2 separate regions of the Sus scrofa genome follow, and region 1 is linked to region 2. A link is a contact called in public HiChIP or PLAC-seq data. All regions are on one chromosome and are shown on one strand. Each heading gives the region's core, a stretch centred on a gene start, on an enhancer-like site or on the middle of the called end of the contact. The rest is flanking DNA. Distances are from core to core; before and after follow the strand shown. Region 1 holds the start of ITGAV (integrin, alpha V). Region 2 holds the start of ZC3H15 (zinc finger CCCH domain-containing protein 15).

Region 1 (6,390 bases), core at 447-2,946, 110 kb after region 2:
GAGCTGTAGGTCGGCAGCTAAAGGTCCGATTAGACCCCTAGCCTGGGAACCTCCATATGACCTGGGAGCGCCCCTAGAAAAGGCAAAAAGACAAGAAAATAAAAACACATAATGCAATTAAGTATTATTTATTCAAATTAGATATTTCCATTTATACACATATCCCTTCACAGGATTAAGAGCTATTAGGTTAATGTGCATTATAATTGAGTTTTAATAGTTACATTGGGAAAACTATTGGAAATCACTGTTCTAGTACTAGTAAGTTTTTAAGATCCCTACAATGCATTTATACTCTTCTTATTCACCAAATTCTTTTAGCACATGACACACAATATGGTGAAGTCACTTCTCTAGGCAAAGTTTACTCATCATTTCATCTGCATTCATTTAGTCAGTCAACTCCCCCCCCCCTTTTTTTGGCCCTGTGGCCAGACAGGATCTTTAATCCACTGTGTGGGGCTGGAGATCAAACCTGTGGTGCTGCAGAGACAAGGCAGGATCCTCAACCTGCTGCAGCACCTCAGGGAGACTCCCAGTCAGCATTTTATTGATTGCTTACTATCTGCCAGGCAAGGTGCTAAGACGTGTGAATGTAAAGAAAGAGGTGAAGGTTCCTGCCTCAGTCTTGAGGTCAGGGGCCTGGGCCTAGTGGAACACATCAACAGCGAACAAGCCCCAAAGGGCCTCATATTCCTTCTTCCAACCCCAAAATTATATTTCTATGAGTTATCCGAAATCATGTGACTTTAGCTAATAAACTCGGATTAAGGTTTTGACTAATTTAACATAGCTTAAAACGCTTACTGCCTATTCTTCGCCTTGCCCATCCTTTTGTTGACCCGGTGAAGTTCAGCTTTAACACATCTCACCTGGAAGAGGCTGTGCTTAGCACTCTGGAAGTTTATAATTAAGTTCTGTGTTTCTGTGGGGTAGGAAAACGACCATTCATTATAGAGTTTCGTTTATGAGAGCCTGCCAGGCTTTTAAGTAGCAGAAACTGGAGAAACGGATAAAGCCTTCCTCATTTTTTAAACAAAAGTCGCACGGGAGTTTCCTGCGGGACCCGGGTGCCCTAGGCGCTCTGGTGGACGTGGGAGGGTTGGGAGGCTGGATCATAGTTCCCGCCACTCTCCCCTCCAGCCATCCTCCCGGTGTTGGGTCTGAGGCTCTCGTCCAGGAGCGCTGCCACTGACTGGGACTCTAAGGGTCTAGGGCCTCCGCACAGGAGCCCTGTTCTCGGGACAGGAGGAGACAGCGCGCACGGAAGTGCGCTCCGCTCGCCCCAGTCGGAGGCCGACTCTCCTCCTCCACTTCCTCCAGCGCTAGGGCTCAGCCTCCCAGGCGGCTCCTCCTCCTGCTCTGCCTCCTCCCACTGGCCGCCGCTGCACTGGGGCCGCGGGTGGTGCGCCCATCCCAGCAGTCCCGAGCCGGAGGCGCGACGCTGAGCGGCGGAGCGGGAGGGAGGCCAAGGGGCCGCCTGCGCTGCTGTCCCCGCCCCGCGCGCCCTGCGCCCCACTTTCCCGGCGGCCGCTCCAAAGCTCAGCCCTCCTGCCTCCTCCGGCGCTGTCCCGGACTCTCTGGGAAGCAAGCAGCCGGCAAGTTTCGGCGCGCGCAGGCGGCGGGCCGCGGGCACCGTGCGCTCCGCGAGTGGTGGCCGCGGCTTCGGGCTCTGCGCCCCGCGCGCACTTCGGCGATGGCTTCTCTGCCGCGGCGACGGCTGCGCCTTCGCCCCCGCCGCCTCTTGCTCCTTCTCCCCGGATTCTTGTTGCCTCTGTGCGGCGCCTTCAACCTAGACGTGGACAGTCCTGCGGAGTACTCCGGCCCCGAAGGAAGTTACTTCGGGTTCGCGGTTGATTTCTTCGTTCCCAGCGCGTCTTCGTAAGTGGCGGCACTTGGAAGGGGAGTCGGCCCCCTCCCCCATCACTCGCATCCACCCTGCGATTACCCACCGGGAGAGATCTCTGCGAGAGACCCTGGCGTTTATCTATCCGTTTCCTCTAACTCCCTCCTCCTACTGGGCGGTTTTGGGGGAGATGAATCCCAGTACCACCTACCACCCGGTTCCCCCTTCTCTCCTCCGAGGGAGCGCTTTGAAACAGACCTATGCTTAAAATTAGGGGAAAGTGGGAGATCAACAAAAGGCTGGTCCGGCGGCACGCCGCGCAGCCTCTGCTGGCGTCCGGGACTTTGTCAATTTCATTTCCAAACATCTTTTTTCCCGGTACCAGTTAGGCTTCCCCCGTAGCCTTTTTTGGCTTCACAAACTTAAACACCCGTGTTTTTCACTCTCCTTGAACAAACCCTCCCCCATTCTTTACGCCTCTCAATCTTGTTCTGTCTCTTCTTATCTGCTCCTTTCCCAGACATTCTGATGACTAAAATGACCGCTCTGTCGTGGTAAATTCGTTGTATCTTACCTCTGAGACTGTCAAACCTTTGCACATTTGAGGGTGAACAGATGAACTGAATGTGTCATCTGTTCTTTTTATAGTGATTCATTATTTAGGTCATTGTTCAGAAAGAACAAGGGTGTTTGCTGAGTTTTCGCTCACTACAGGTCATTTGAATACTGTAGAATTTAAGAATCCAGTTATGTTTCAAATTGCCAACGTTTCGCGTTGCACAGTATTTGGAACAGAGTTACTGTCATTATTGGATTAAAAGTTGTCTCTGACCTTACCGAACGCTGACGTCATTCTCACCACCCTACCCCCTTTTTAGCCTTAGAAAATACTGTTTTCACTGTTCACTGAATGTCTTTTAATGTTTAAATCTTTTTTCCAAGAGGGAATATTGTTCTTAGGATTCTTTCTAAGTTCTTAGAAATTGTAACAACCTATTTTTGTTTTAAAGTTTCCTCTATATTTTAAAGTATTTTTTAGATGGGGAGAGGGAGGATAATTTTAATGGTCAGTACTTTTTAGAATCATTTTTCCTATTCATACCTGCTTAATTTGAGGATGATCTAAATATTTTTACATGACTGTTAGAACATTCAGCAGGATTTATTCTTTCTGAATGTTGCTGAGTATCATTCATTTTGTTGACAATTTTTGCAGCAATAAATAGGTTCGAAGCGGTTAGTGGAAACTAGACCTTGTTTTATGTTTTATGTATGGTTTTTCCAGCCTCAGTGCTTTCTATGAGACCTGAGCACACATTTTCCAAAATGATAAGAATAATCATTAACTTCAGCAAGCATTTGCTGCCTTCTCACTTGATCTAATCACTTGTTGGCCTTTTCTGTTATTTACATTTTTTTGTTGTTGTTTCCAGATGGTTTTTGGTCCTTGCCTTCATGGAGCAGAAGATTTTAGTTGCTTCTGAGGAGGCTCTTTAGATCTAATTTCTACAGAACTTCTAATAATTTTGAAAATATGTATTCTTTTGTCAAGAGTTAGTGCAGTAGCAAGAGGTAGCAATTAAATATTTTCAAGTTGATGGAATGTTTTGCAAATGTTGCTCTTAATTCTTTGGCAACTAACTCTCTGAGTTCAGTTGTTCACTTTACGTGTTTTTTACCATAAAAAATGCAGTAATATTGACCTGTTGGCATAAGATATTTCCTATTTTTGGTTGTGAGGCTGGATGGCTAATCAGTGACTAGTTATTATGGTCATTGAATATACCATGACCTCATAGGTTTACATGACCTCCTATTTGGGCCTTAAATGGTTGAACTTGCTTTTGTTTCATATAACATCTTGAAACTTTCTTAAGTGACTTTGTTACTGATAGACTAGTGAACTCTAGATATAGCCTAACAAAAAATGATAAACTTTGAGATTTAAAAAACCCAAAATATATATAAAAACAAAGGTGTCTGCTTCTGAGCCTTTAAGATTTAACAAAGATTAATGCAAAGTTATGCTTAACTTTGTAAAAAGGTACCTGGGGATGCCATTATATTATAATATTACCAGCTGTATTTATTGTTGTTGTTATCTGGTATGATAATAAACTTCCTAGAGTGAAAGAAAATTTTCGTAGTAAAAAAGTGCTAATTAAAGATTCCTTTCTTCTGAAGGAAGAGTTCTTGGATTAATGAGGAAGCAAAGGTAATAAGGTCTCCTCCTGCTGCTTCCTATTTCTATAGATGTCTAAATATGTCTAGCAAGCTGTAGAACTCTTTTATGTCTCATTTTTCTTGTTACAGAAAATTGTTATTGAATTATATCATATTGTGAAAACTAATGAAACAATTTTTTTTTCAAAAGAAGGAGAAATAAACTACTAAGCAAAAACATTGACTCCTCAGTAAAATTCCTCCAAAAATGAGTCTTAGGTTTGAAATGAAAAGTCACAAAAATTGTGATTTGAGGTGCTCCCCTTGTAGCTCAGTGGCTGAAGAACCCGACTAGAATCCAGGAGGATGTGGTTCTGATCCCTGGCCTTGTTCAGTGGGTTAAGGATTCTGTGTTGTGGCAAGATTCGGTATAGGTGGCAGATGGGGCTTGGATCTGACATGGCCATGGCTGTGGCATAGGCTGGCAGCTGCCGCTCTGATTCAACCCCTAGCCTGGGAACTTCCATATGCCGCAGGTGTGGCCCTAAAAAGAAAAAAAGGAAAGAAATTGTCATTTGAATATTATGAAAAAAAAAAGAAAAATTTCAGAAATGCAGAAAACAAACTTATGGTTACCAAAGAAGGAAGGGAGGAAGATGGGAAGGATAAATTAGGAAATTGGGATTAGCAGATGTAAACTATTGCATATAAAATAGATAAACAACAGTGATTTACTGTGTAGTACATGAATCTATATTCAATATCTTGTAATTATAATGAAATATGTGAATAATGAATATGAAAAAGAATATATTTGTGTAACTGAAGTATTTTGCTGTATGCCAGAAACTAACACAACATTGTAAATTAACTGTATACTCAAATAAAAAAGAAAAATTATGAAAAATAATACATTAACACTATATTTTTTGCATTGACTTATGGTGACTATATTGTCAAATTTACATAAAATTTAAATATTATATATAGGCCAGGAAGTAAAGTCATGTTTTTCTTGTGGAGAATAATTGGATAAATCAAAAATTACACCCTAGGTTTAGTTATAATAATGATACCTTATACTAGTTGACCTATCTTATTATTTACAAAACACTTTTACTTGTGATAGCTCAACAGGGAAAGCAGGAAAGCAGATAAACTTATTTTTAGAGATGAGAAAACAGGTCAGAAGAGTTTGAAGCTTTTAGTTGTCTGAGTGGGGTGGGTGGGGTCAGGGAAAAGATGGAAACAAAAAGCAGAGGATATGAAATTCAAATTCCATTTAATTTTTACATTCAAATTTAAAAATTTTAAAAAGAAAGTGAACAATTTTCTTATTCTTAAAATGTCAGTCATACAGTTCTCACTTTACGAATATATTTATTTTTAAATAATGCCGTAATGAGCAACACTGGCTTACCAGGCTTTTTTTCCCCAGTTAAACACTAATGGAGCCTTATTTACGGTTATTTCTGTTCTTATGACCCCAGAGACAAGTTGTGGGTGAGTGTGTCCTGTTCTCAGATGGTCCTAAAGAATAGTCAGTGGGGGTGGGGAAAAAATGTAAATGTAGTGTATACATGTAAGGATAACTTGATCCCCTTGCTGTACAGTGGGAAAATAAAAAAAAAAAAAAGAATAGTCAGTGGTTCTCAATCGTAACTTTCTGTTTGCAACACCTGGAGAGCTTTTAAAACCAAACTGCTGGCTGGTGGCCTGGCTGCATCTTAGATCTAAAAGTAGAGCTCTAACTCTATGTTCAACAGCTTGTGGATCATTTCTCCTTGACGAGCCTGTCTTACCTCAATTTGACTAAAAATGAACTCTTTTTCACCAGATGGTGTCAACTGCACCTCTGTTTCTATTAATGGTGCCATCATTTTCTCTGTCGCCCTAGAAATAATTTCATATTCCTCCCTCTCATTTTCTATTTTTCTTTGTCTCTTCTGCTGCACACCCCTAATATTAGTCAGTGATTAGTCACCAGGCAGAAGGTCCTAGAACTAATTACTTTTTTTTTTTTTTTTTTACCATGCCCGTGGAATGTGGAAGTTCCTGGGCCAGAGGTCGAACCTGTGCCATAGCAGTGACTGAGCCACAGCAGTGACAACGCCACATCCTTAACCCACTAACCCACTGAGCCATGGGACTTCTAGGATTTCTTCCTTTTAATGCTTCTTGCATCCATCTCTGCTTTCCACTTCTCCTTGGACCAGTCATCACAAGCATGGTCCGTGGCACTAAGGGCATTATCCCTCTGCCCATCATTTAGCTCTCAGGCCTGCAAAAATCTCCTACATATTTCTAACAGTTTTATCTTTCAGAAGCATCTTTTTGATCTTGATATTCTGTTGTGTACCAACCTACATCTACTTTTAAAA
Region 2 (6,571 bases), core at 3,592-6,091:
GTTGGCCTAAAATGGGAAGTATAAACTGAAATAATAGAAGATAAAAAGACATTATTGGGCTGAGGAAAGCATAGAATCCCTTGTATTAAATTCAAAAGGACATGGGAAACCATCAGAAAGCTATTACTAGGGAAATGACATGATTGATGTGAATCATGGGAAATTGTTTTAGCTTCAATGAAGCAAAAAAATATTTGGAAATTGTACATCTTGATTTCTTGACAAATGCCATAATAACTATTATCATAATGGCACCAAGAAATATTTCAAATAGAAACAGATAAGTCACCCATGTAAGTCATCTATTTAAGAAAATTTTATGTCAGTGTAGGCTGAAGTGAAGGTTTACAGAATTGAAACTCAAACTGACAAGTTAAAAGAGGTTTTACAGGCACTATTGAAACACTGGCAAATCTTTTGTAACAGTTTATTATTTGGGAAGGAAAAAAATGTCTTAAAGGAAACTGCCTACATGTCAGAAGCATTTCGAAGCTTCAAAATACTTTCTAATGTGTGCTTCCTCAATCCATAAAATAGATCAGCAACTTATATGACCAAATTACTCTTGTCTTAATGACAAGAGTTTATTTAGAAAAAAAAAAGGAGTTCCCATTGTGGCTCAGCAGAAACGAATCTGACTAGTATCCATGAGGACACAGGTTCCATCCATGGCCTCATTCAGTGGGTTAGGGCTCTGGCATTGCTGTGAGCTATGGTGTAGGTTGCAGAGGTGGTTCGGATCTGGCGTTGCTGTAGCTGTGGTACAGGCTAGCAGCTACAGCTCTGATTCAACCCCAGCCTGGGAACCACCATATGCCACAGGTGCGGCCATAAGAAAACCAAAAAAAAGAAAGACAAGAAAGACAGAAAGAATGACAAGAAAGAAAGACAGACAGACAGACAGAAAGAAAAACAGACAGAAAGAAAGACAGACAGACAGACAGAAAGAAAGAAAGAAAGAAAAAGAAAAACTAATAGTCTTGCCACTGCCCACAACAATAGTTAACACCCACAGCATAGCTTGGTCTTTAATCAGTCAGGATCTGTATTAGTTTGCTGTGATGACAAAATTAGACCTGGTGGCTTAAACAGACAGAAATTTACATTCTTACTGTTCTGGAGGCTAGAAGTCCAAGATCAAAGTGTCAGCAGGTTTGGTTTCTTCTGAGGCCTCTCACCTTGGCTTGAAGATTGCTACTTTCTTGCTATGATATTTGCTTTGTGCACATACATATCTAATGACTCTTTGGGTGTCCAAATTTCCTCTTCCTGTAAGGACACCTGTTATATTGTATTAGAGCCCACCCTAAGAGCCTTGTTTTAATGTAATCACCAATTTAATGGCCCGATCTGCAAATATGGTCACATTCTGAGTTACCAGAGATTACTGCTTTAACATATGAATTTGGAAGGTGGGAGTGGTGAGGAGTAATAATTCATCCCATAATAGAGTCTTTGGTTGCAAACAATTAAAATCAAGCCCAATTTAAGTAAAAAGAAATTTATCTGAAATACTGTTAACAGAATTTAAGGAATCGGAAATCTTAGGATATGCAGACTCTTAAGCCTGGAGCATCGGTCTAGGAAAGCTAAAAGAGCAAGAGATAATAGCAGAGAATGTAATTAAAGTTTAAAGCAGATACTGCCACTTATCTACTACCACTGGATTTGTAATAAAATGTATTCTTCTAATGCTCTGAAGAACTCTTGAACTCTTCATGAGTCTTGCCTCTTTCCTTTGAGATTATAAACCTATGCTTCATGCAGAGATGGCAGGAAGAATCTCCCTGCCCACCCCTAAATTATGTAACTAGAATCTGCTTCTGTGGAATGAGGGAAAGGGAGAAATTTGCCCCTTTAGTTTCTAAAGTGGGAATTTTAACACAACGGGTTCTCTCTCCTTCTCTCTCATACACATACACACACATACATGGGAAGAACCTTTGGTTTTGTCTTGGATCCTGGATCTCTATCCTTTTCTCTCCACCTTCCTCCAGCATTATCGAGATATAATTAGTATATAACATTGTACAAGCTTAGAGTGTACAATGTGGTGATTTGACATATGTATATATTACAAGATGATTACCATAATAAAATTAGTTAACACATGCATCACCTCACATAGTTCCTGTTTGTGTATATGTGTGTGTTTGTGTGTGTGTATGTGCAAGAGAGAGAGAAAACTTTTAAGATCACTCTCCTAGCAACTTTCAATATACAATACAGTATTGAGTTTTTTATTATTTATTCTAAAATTTTATTATGCATTTTCTAAAAAAGTGAAAACTAGTTGATTTACACTATTACATTACTATATTGTTAACTATAGTCAAGAAGTACATTTGAGACTTGTGGCTGCCTGATGGGAGGGGGAGGGAGTGGGAGGGATCAGGAGCTTGGGCTTATCAGACACAACTTAGAATAGATTTACAAGGAGATTCTGCTGAGTAGCATTGAGAACTTTGTCTAGATACTCATGTTGCAACAGAACAAAGGGTGGGAAAAAAAATGTAATGTATACATGTAAGGATAACTTGATCCCCTTGCTGTACAGTGGGAAAATAAAATAAAAAAATAAAAAAAATAAAGAAGTACATTTGGATGATGGGTAGCAAAAAATAATTTCTACTTCAGTACCAAATTTCCTACTGCCTAGAGACTCAGGTCTAAGAAATATATTCTAATATTTTCTAAAGATGTAAAGTTATGGAACAAACTACATCCAAAGTAGTAAATTCATAGCCTATCTACAAAATCAATCAATCAATCTGGACTGACAAGGGAGGTTAGGGGCTTTTTTTTTTTTTTTTTTGAGCTTTTTTATGGTGGGCATTTACTTCAAATTTAATCCTGGTCCGCTATTCCCTAGTATAGTTCGTTATACTTATACTCCCGCTTTCTGGGGCATTTGAATTTTCAACCCCTGGACTATAGCTTTAAATTTTGTTTTGTGAAAGTTTAGTTTGAATTATAAAGAAGTAGAGTATAGGGCATTGAATTCCTAATTCTACTCTCATTTGCTCTTGGATAACACAAACAAGCAAAATACTTTATTTCAGAAAACAGTAAATTCAATGAGTTGGACTTATTTCTACTACAAAGAAGTGAATATGAGAGACAAGGGCTATCAAAGTCCTATATTTAGAAATGCGTATTTTTTTTCCTTTTTTTTGCAGAGTGAAAAATGTAAGATACATGTACATATTTTAGGAGCGCATTATTTTTATTAACATATAGTTGATTTACCTAGAAGTGTATATTTTCAACTTAAGTCAAGGAAGGATTTTTTTTCTCTACAACTTCAGAGCAGAAACAAAAGCAAAGGTCAGAAGCAGAAGGGAGTTATGAACTATGAACCTGGGGCCACTATTATAATTTATGTATTTCTAGATTCTTTATAATGTCCCCATGTTTGTTACTTATAATTCAACTGTTTTATAAGAATGACTACCAATGAAATCCTTCAAAAAACAAAGGGCCCAAAGCTTATCCTTGGGAACACTGAAAAAAGAAACTTGAGGCACGTACATACCACCCCCACAGGAAGTCTTAACAAAAATTCCCCCCCAAATCAAAAAGATTGTAATAATGAACAGAGAAGCAGGCGGGGTCCTTCTGTCCACTGACAATAACAATTACGAAACTAACAAAAGATAAACAAAAAAGTAAATTAATAAGAAAAAGATAGGGGAGTCCATGAACCTGGGATAGGATCCCAGATGAAGTAAAGTTCATGTCACACACACACACACCCTCACAGGATCCTTTGGCATTATCTTATTTAGAACGTTACTAAGCAAATAATCAATTGCACTAATTTAGGGGACTTATAGCTTTCTACTTATGCAAACTAAAGAATAATTTAGAACTCTTACGAAGAAAGATGATTCTCGGCTCCAAAATTGTTTCCTAACAGGCACAGTTCAAACTCTAATTATGCAACAAAAGTAATAGCCAAGCATTGTACATTTTTAAGACAGTATTTTGGTTTGTTTACAAGCACGAATGTGCCCCATTCATTCATCAAGTGCCTTTTCAAACAAGACTTACTTTTGTAGTATCTGTGATAGGCACTTAAGACTTTGAAGTTAGATTGCCAAAGTTGGAATCCCTGACTCAGCCTTTATCATTACGTTGAATATGTTTCCCTTTTCTATGCTTCCCCTTAAAATGTGAACAGTAACAACTACCTCAATGCCGTTGTGATAACCAAATGAAATGAGGTCTGTAATGTGCCCAAGTAGTTTCTGGATTATCAAGCATTTAATGAAAATGTTTGGTAAACTTCACATTACAAAGGGGTTTTTAGGAATCATCAAGGCACTTTCCTAAAATCTGAAATTAACATGATAATTTGAATAAAAGAGTTCAAATGCCCCCTTCTCTGGGCAGCCATCCCAGGGACTCTTTAAACAAAAGCATACTTTTTCCATTTTTTCATAAGCCTTCACAGTAACTTGAAACACGCCACACTTGCTGGCAGGCCAGCCCTGCCCCACCTGGGCACGAGAAGAAAGTAACTGGGTACTCTGGCGTTGCTGTGGCTGCTCAGTGGTCACACAGAATGGGGATAGTACAGGCGACCACTAACTGAGGCGAAGATGTACACATCCTCAGCAAAACACTGCATGAGGAGAACACAAGCGCAATGAGCTCCAACCCGTTCGCCGCAACCATTATCCGGCCTGCCACAAACAAGAAAAGGCCAAGTGGGGGCGCCACATGACGCGTGACGCGTAGTCATTTTCCCACGTCCAAACCCGGCCCCCTCCTGGCTTGCCGGGGCAGAAGCGCACGCGCAGCTCCGCTTCCGGCCTCTGCTCCTCGCTACCCACAATGCTCCGCAGCATCGACCTGTCGCAAAGGCCGCATTTCAGCAGCGAGTGAGCGACTAGCTTTCCGTGCGGTGCGGCGGCGAAGGCGGCGCGCGTCTTCCTCCTCCTACCGCGGGGCCAGAGTCGCTGACGGTGTCCACTGCGCTCAAGTCTGGCCAGTGCCACCTATCTCCGCAATGCCCCCCAAGAAACAGGCGCAGGCCGGGGGCAGCAAAAAGGCGGAGCAGAAAAAAAAGGAGAAGATTATCGAAGTGAGTATCCGCCCCCACCCCCACTCACGCCGCGAGCCCTCAGGAAAGCAGCCTCTCGGTTCTCTGCTCGCCGGCTCCTGTTCGCGTCTTCCGGGGCCACGTGCCCCTCCCTTTGAGTCTGTGTGGCCCACTGCCCCTTCTCCAGCCCCTTGATGACGCTCGCTGCCTCTCGTCGCTATAGTGACGCTCTTGGCGCCCCTGCACCCAACCTTTGCTTCGGCTACACAGCCGTCCTCACAGAATGTGAGGCGGAAAGACCCCCTTCCCCCCGCCCGTTACCTGTCACAGGGTTATGTCCTTCGCTAGTCATCAAAATTGAAGACGATTCCAAGGCTTGTTTTTAAAAAATACGTTTAATTGGCTCTTACAGATTCTTTCTGAAAGGCGGATTCATTACGAGCCTTTGTGTTCCTTTTTTCTTTACCCGTCACCTGGGAGAAGTAGTTACTTCTTTCAAGCCAATAAATTACTTTTTCGTGGACGTTTTCTATTCATCTCTAAACTGTTTCAACTTATATAAAGAAAGGAGTTTTCTCTCGTGTTGCAGCCCTATTTTGTACACTGCGCTTGTCACAGATTTTGAGATTAAATCGAATGATGTTTGAGAGGTTACGTAGATGTCAGTGGCTATGTTGAGTGCTGTACCCGAATTTGTTTTTTATGACACACACACACACATACACATTCTTTTAGTGCGCTGAACCTGTTGCCCTTTAATGGCAGAGGAACGCTATTGACGTTCTCAAATATTGTTCTCAAGTGTTTTATATTTGCCTTCCAAAGACTGTATCAGTGAGTTTCCTTAAGAGAGTGAACGGTCTTTGAGATTCCATAAAAGTGTTATAGCCCTCAACAAGATATTTCTTCTCTCAATTCTGCTATTTTAATGCTTCTAATAAAAATAGTTTTTCTTGGGCGTTAGAAGTAATTGGAAAATCCATGACGGTTTTCCTGCATAAGGTTTATCTGAATAATTAAAATTCTGCTAATTGGATTTAACTAACATGATTATTTAGAATTCTAGTAGCCTTGGCCAAGTTCAACTCTTATTCAGAACCTGTATTCTTATTGCCAGTTTGTGCTATTTAGGACTGTCATGAAGTAGCATAACCAGAGATATGGAAACAAAATGATTTTCACCCTACCATCTCTGATCACCTTTTTGAACAGTCTAGATTCCTGGCACTTTAGTAGATTTCTGAGGATGGTGATCCGATGGCATTTGGTGCTGCATAAACCAAGGGCATTTTAGGGACGACATTTTACTTGTCAGCTTCCTTTACTGAGTGTTGAATTAACATGTTAGATTACAATGCAAAGTAAAACTTCCCTGTAGATGTGAAATTAAATGGTACATGACAATTTAAAGCATAATGTATGCATTATCTAGTTTTATCTATTTACAGTTGCTTTTACTTTTAAATAAATATTTATTTTTGTTTTAAGGAATTGTACATGAAAGTATTTATAACATCCCATCAA

The links. HiChIP or PLAC-seq counts read pairs in DNA pulled down with a chosen protein or histone mark.
Region 1: a contact with region 2 is called in an H3K27ac HiChIP or PLAC-seq map of alveolar macrophages. The contact joins the promoter of ITGAV here to the promoter of ZC3H15 in region 2. A contact is called at or near these places in 2 of 5 promoter capture datasets (fetal liver and liver), 4 of 47 Hi-C or Micro-C datasets (epiblast stem cells, heart right ventricle and skeletal muscle) and 2 of 2 datasets of contacts at active chromatin or transcription factors (alveolar macrophages and skeletal muscle).

The regions. Positions count from the first base shown.
Region 1 is chr15:91,603,272-91,609,661 of Sscrofa11.1, forward strand. ITGAV (integrin, alpha V) reads left to right here and starts at 1,697. Exons shown (of 30, transcript NM_001083932.1): 1 at 1,697-1,881. The coding sequence starts at 1,697.
Region 2 is chr15:91,488,750-91,495,320 of Sscrofa11.1, forward strand. ZC3H15 (zinc finger CCCH domain-containing protein 15) reads left to right here and starts at 4,842. Exons shown (of 10, transcript XM_001926616.6): 1 at 4,842-5,089. The coding sequence starts at 5,015.